2 separate regions of the Mus musculus genome follow, and region 2 is linked to region 1. The links are chromatin contacts, called in public HiChIP or PLAC-seq maps. All regions are on one chromosome and are shown on one strand. Each heading gives the region's core, a stretch centred on a gene start, on an enhancer-like site or on the middle of the called end of the contact. The rest is flanking DNA. Distances are from core to core; before and after follow the strand shown.

What was found. HiChIP or PLAC-seq counts read pairs in DNA pulled down with a chosen protein or histone mark.
Region 2: an H3K27ac HiChIP or PLAC-seq map of trophoblast stem cells shows a contact between it and region 1, with 25 read pairs. The contact joins the enhancer-like site here to the promoter of Tceal9 in region 1. A contact is called at or near these places in 17 of 39 promoter capture datasets (the 3T3-L1 cell line, 3T3-L1-derived adipocytes, the C10 cell line and 11 more), 7 of 15 datasets of contacts at CTCF or cohesin (CD8 T cells, the G1E-ER4 cell line, the NIH/3T3 cell line and 3 more), 182 of 484 Hi-C or Micro-C datasets (3T3-L1-derived adipocytes, the AML12 cell line, the AtT-20 cell line and 98 more), 38 of 115 datasets of contacts at active chromatin or transcription factors (the SCID.adh cell line, astrocytes, bone marrow-derived dendritic cells and 22 more) and 4 of 9 other capture datasets (adipose tissue, embryonic stem cells, liver and 1 more).

The regions. Positions count from the first base shown.
Region 1 is chrX:136,243,459-136,246,329 of GRCm38.p6, reverse strand. It overlaps Tceal9 (transcription elongation factor A like 9), which reads right to left and starts at 1,250. Exons shown (of 3, transcript NM_011712.2): 1 at 1,103-1,250; 2 at 564-629. It overlaps Gm39535 (a long non-coding RNA gene), which reads left to right and starts at 1,293. Exons shown (of 2, transcript XR_878245.2): 1 at 1,293-1,610; 2 at 2,576-2,871.
Region 2 is chrX:136,305,005-136,307,704 of GRCm38.p6, reverse strand. No RefSeq gene overlaps it. Among named protein-coding and RNA genes, the nearest start is that of Bex3, 36 kb to the right of the region's middle. Within about 2 kb of position 1,289, at least 10 of the 459 cell types and tissues checked have an H3K27ac peak or open chromatin away from gene starts, as enhancers often do. A contact at or near this core is called in trophoblast stem cells, where this site is marked.

The DNA of each region.
Region 1 (2,871 bases), core at 1-2,500:
AATACGGGAATGCAATGATTTCTAGGAAGCGAGGGGGGAGGGGAGGGGGAGGGGGAGGAGGAGGAGGAGGAGGAGGAGGAGGTGGTGGTAGATGGAAGACTTGGTAGATGGGCAGGTGCTGTGCACAAAGGTCTCCTCACCGTTTGCTTACGCCCTCCCCATCCCACCCCCCCTCCGTCCACTCTTGCCCCCTCCCGCTCTCCCTCTCCCCACTTCCCTCTTTCCCCTCCTCTCTTCCCCCCACCCTCGTTCGGTCTAACTGCCCTCACCAGATACCTTCCACCTGAGAAACCCAGTCCGCAATCAAGGTTTCCCTGTCCCCGCCCCTCTTACCTCCATTTTCCACCCCCTCCCCTCTCTAGTCCCTCCCTCCAGCATTTTCCAAGGCCTTCCTTCCCGCCTCCCGCCCCAGCCCTCCACAAATCTTTCTCCCTCCCAGGCCTAACACAGGCCCCTCCGAAAGGGGTGGGGGGAAGGGAGAGGGGACTGGGGCCTTCAGCCTCTGCAGGCCTTCACCGACCCATATCCTGGGGGAGTCTTTTATAAAGTTCCCCCTCACTTACCAGGTACAGATCTGGTCGATTTCTTTTTCCTACTTATTTTAGCCTGGTGCGGTACAAAGAACAAACCTGCAGGCAAACGGAGAAGGGAGGGGATGTTGGGGGTGGGGCAAGCAAGCCCTCGGTGCTCAGCAGAGCACTACCACGGACCCAGCTCGCCGAGCTCTCCGCATTTAAGGGCTTGCTTATGGAAGTTTCCCACCCTTTGTTTCCCAAAGGACTCCTCCTTCCCACCCCGCAAGTTAGCCTGTCTTTCTCACCAGACAGAGGGTAAAAAGGAGCTATTCTTCCCCAACTATCTGTAGATCCGAGACGAGGTTTGGGAAGCAAAGTGGGGGTCCAAAATCTCAGAGTATGATTATTTTGGAATCGTCACAGCCCCCCTTGTTTTCTCTTGGGACCCCCTAGTCGTTTCACAAGTGTCCTTTCCTGAAGAATTAAAGGTACGAGGTGGAGGGACAGACTTAACCAGGACTCAAGTCACTACCCTAGACCACTGTAAACTACAAAAATCCTTGGCAGTAACGGCTTAAAACACTAACCTGATGAATTGAAGCAAGCTGTCTCTTCTGGCCGCTGGCCTCTCGCACCACCGTCTGCAAGGCTAAAGGGAGCTGGTACCCAGATGGAAACAAGGACCAGACTAGCAGGATTTCTGCACACGTCGACTCCTGGTCACATGAGATCTACGTCACCAGTGAGGTCCGGTCCCCGATCTCCACTCCCACAAAAAGCGCGGCAGATGTGGCCCCGCCCTCCGCTCCCATCTACCACCCCCTCTCTAAACATTCATTTGGCCTTGTCAGTCTTTTCTGGAGGAAGAAAAAAAAAGAATGTGCGGATTGGTTTTATTGTTGTTGTTCTTTTTGCAGCTCTCTGATTACTAAAGAGGAGCGTCATATTTTTTGAAGCTACGGAACTTTTCGGCTTCTTTTAATAATAGGCTCTTCCTGTCTCACGCTCCTAACTGCCAGTACCACTCACCCCCCACCTAGCTTTCCTTAGCCCCTCCTCCTTCATCTGAAACGCACTCCTTTGTTGTGGAGCCAGGTAGGTAGGTCAGAAAGCAGTGGGAGAGGGGGAATCTTGAAATAGAAGTGGGATTTTTCTTTAAGGCAACTTAAACTTTATTCTTAATACGTCTGTAGTCTTTTCGAAAGTAATGTTGTTTTACAGTCAGAAGTGACAGCCAAATTACTTTAGATACATTTGTGAATTCATACATGTTCATTTCTTATACTAGTGCCTAGTGTTTTTTAGTAAATGCATTCAAAGTATATGCCTTTACATTTTTTATTATATTGTGGTGTTACTTGGGGGAATTATTTAAAAAGAAGAAAAATCATGTTTAACTCTAGAGGCCTGCTGGTGGTATTATTACCAAGAAGTGGTGTCGCCTGAAGAATCGCTGCTTCAACACTTGCCAGCATAGATTGTTCGAAAACAGTCGCCTCATCTTAAAGAAAGTAACACTTTATATACACCACGAATTGTTGGACTGTCTTAACAATATGTGTCTGCTCTAAATCGCTTAGCTCATAGAAAACTTTCAACATTTACTTATTCCCATTTTATTTCATATATATGCATATCTCACTCACGCTGGAGTGAGACTGGATATAGTATAATTATGTTCCCCTTTAACAGGAGGACTCTAGCTTCTTTATCTTGTACTTGACTTTAAATTAAACTTTAAACTTGACTAGTCAAGTTGCTAGTTTTATGATGATGATGGTTGCTTGGGTTAAGGACTTAAAAGCCTCTATAGGTGAAAGTATTGGCTGCTCACTTGGTTACATATACCTAGTAAGTGTCTAAAATGTCTAAAAAATATATTTTAAAACTTGGCATTGCTGCTTTCAAACTGTATCTTCTGTTTGGTCATCTTAACCTTTGAGTCAGATTTCTGCTCAATTTTACATGTAGACATAGCAGTCATTTAAGATGTGGCTTGTTCAGAACAATAATACAAGGTTGTTTTGACCTAAATTTGCACACTGTGTTCCCTCTCCAAGGCTACAGACACCAAGATAAGAGGAAGTAAGACAATATTCCATTCTTGGCCATTGGAATCTAGAAGTCTCCAGTAAACAGTGCTCTGCTGCTGTTACCTCTGTTCCTTTTCCTGTCTACAAAGCTGCTTTGCATCCCTGAATCCACTAAGATGATCTTTTATTGGCAATAACCTCTCAGTTTCTTTGCTTTGTTAGCATTCCAAGTGCAATCTTTTCCTTGCTTCAAAAACATACATTTGAATCATTTGCAAGCCACAAGTAATGGTCTTGTAACACATCGACATTTGTATGTTGGA
Region 2 (2,700 bases), core at 40-2,539, 61 kb before region 1:
AACTGTCTACTTATCCCAGATAAAGAACCAATAATAGATCAGTGTAAAAGATACCACCAAAATCCAACCTGGTGAACTAGTGAGTTTATTGGAGTTACTTAACATGTGGAGAACCACTCAAGGGCAGCTGTATCACTGAAAGCCCATCCAGCATGACCTGGAACTCACTTATGGGCACCTTGGCAGCTTGGAGAGAGCCTTTTGCTGTCAGTTCAGCTGACCTGAGCCTCTTCCAGCAGCTCAGTTGCTCTCTCTCTCTCTCTCTCTCTCTCTCTCTCTCTCTCTCTCTCTCTCTCTCCCTCCCTCCCTCCCTCTCTCTCTCTCTCTCTCTCTCTCTCTCTCTCTCTCTCTTCCAGGAAGATCTGCTACTTTCTGTCTTCCCAAAAGTCCTTACTGTTTATATAATCATGGTGAGGGAAGTGCCTTGGACATCTGGTCAGTTTCAAAAACTTCCAGAGACTCCTGAACTGTTTACTTCGGAGTCTCAAGGCGCCTGTCTTTAAAATTCCCTGAGTCTTATCAAGGAAATTCTCACAAGTCTTATCCTTTAGAAATTCCTGTGTCTTGATGAGCTGAGGAGGGATTGCTATACAATACCACCAGGGCTGGCATCTGGGAGTGCAGCAGCCACCACTGTCCTTAGAGTGTTTTGGTTCTACTCTATGTAGCCACTTGTGTGTATACTTGCTACATTTAACTCAATTCAGTACAATTTTAGTTCTACAAGAACAATTACTTTTATTGGTTGTGGCATGCCATATTATTTTGATTATCTGAAATTGGGATTCTACTGGATATGGCATACTTATACATACTATATCTGGCAACTCCAGAGACTCTCAAGAAAAGACTAAGAGAAGTCTTCCCATGGCAGATTCATGGAAAATGAGTAGATCAGGTTAACAATACAGACAAAAAGTTGTCATCCTGAATGGTAACAGTTGATTATATGGGTTAACTGATAGAATCAAGTGTATGCATTATTTCTGAGGCTGTCTTGAAGATTTATCTGGAAAAGATTAGTATTTGACTCAGTAGACAAGTTTTAAAAAGGAAATCAGCCTTCAACAGTGTGAATAGAGTCACCAAGCCAATTGATGAGCCCAGACAGAAGAAAAACATGGAAGAACTGTACATTGATATTCTCCACTGGAGCTGAAATGCTTTTATGGAATGAACAGTACTGACTGTATGTGGAGAATGAAGGGCATTTGGGTATCCAGTGTGGACAGCTCTTGGTGTCACCTCCTAGGAATTTGGCAGGAATTTGACTTTGGGCTAGGACAAGGAAGTAGGCTCGAGATGAATAGAGCTGAGGAATGTGTTCATTGTATCTTGATGGGTCTTGTTGCCACATGTAACAGCAGGCCAAAATTTTTCCACTGTAAACAAAGCAGGGCCTGGTCCCACCTAACTCAGGAAAGTAAACAAATTCCAGGCCTTTCTGAAATTCCTCAGGGTGCTGGATACCAAACTCACCTGTCACTTTGTGTGGGAGAAATAATGAAGGCTCCTGCCATACTTTCCTGCTTTTCCTTGAGCTAGTCTGCTGCTTCCTCTTGTGGGGGTATGTGGTAAGAGAAGAACAGACTCTTCCATTGCACTGGTCACATAATTACTTACCCTCACCATGCACAGCAGTAATGGAAGGAAGGCACCTTGTGAAACAAAGCCTAGGGGTCAGGACTCTTGAAGGAAAGGCTCTATGGCAACTGGGGAAATGGTTAACTCTTCCCTGAGCACCGTAGACAAATCAGTGAAATGGGAGTACTTCCTCAAAGAGTATGAAAAAAATTATTGTTTTAAAACAATGGTTTGCATTTATTTATAGTGTGGGGATGTGAGCGTGTTCATTCCAGGGAACATGTATGAAGAGCAGAGGACAATTTGCAGGAGTTGGTTCTTTTCTTCCACCAAGTGTGTTTCAAGCATCAAACTTGGGTCAGGTCGTCAGGCTTAGTGGCAAGCACCACTGGTGAGCCAGCATATGGGCCCAAGAATTCAACATTCTTAATGCTTATGGTTGCTTATTCTAGCCTACTACCATAAAAGAATGCATGTCTTTGCCAATTGGTCAAATTATGCATTTCATGAAACTTTAATAAACCAATCTCTTATTCTAGTGTTAGAAAGTAGAATTACTTTTCATTGTCTCTATCTGATTTCCATATATATTACACAGTTTGCACTTTCGCCTCAAAATATGTTGTGTGGCAATTCTAGACTTCAAACTTGAGATGTTTATGCTACATCCCATTTAAATGGGAAATGTGACAAAGGAAGACACCATGCAGGAGGAAGAGAAATGTCATATATTCCTTATTCAGACAAACAATGCAACATTGACCAAAAGTTAAATGGAAAATTCCCACAACTAATGTAGTCTCAGTTACTAAAGAGTCTCGGGCATATATGTGTGCATGAGAAAACCTATATGAGAATTGTCACTGAGCATAGCTACTCATAGCAAAGCAGTTCCAGATGGCCTGACCCAAAAAAGCTCAGAAATACTTTCCAGAAAGAAAAGTTGTGCTGGGTGGTAGTGACATAGGCCTTAATCCCGGAACTCGGGAAGCAGAGGCAGGCAAATCTCAGTGAGTTCAAGGTCAGCTCAAGCTCCAGGGCTAAATAAAAAGACCCTGTCTTGGAACAAAAAAAGAAAGAGAGAGAGAGAGAGAGAGAGAGAGAGAGAGAGAGAGA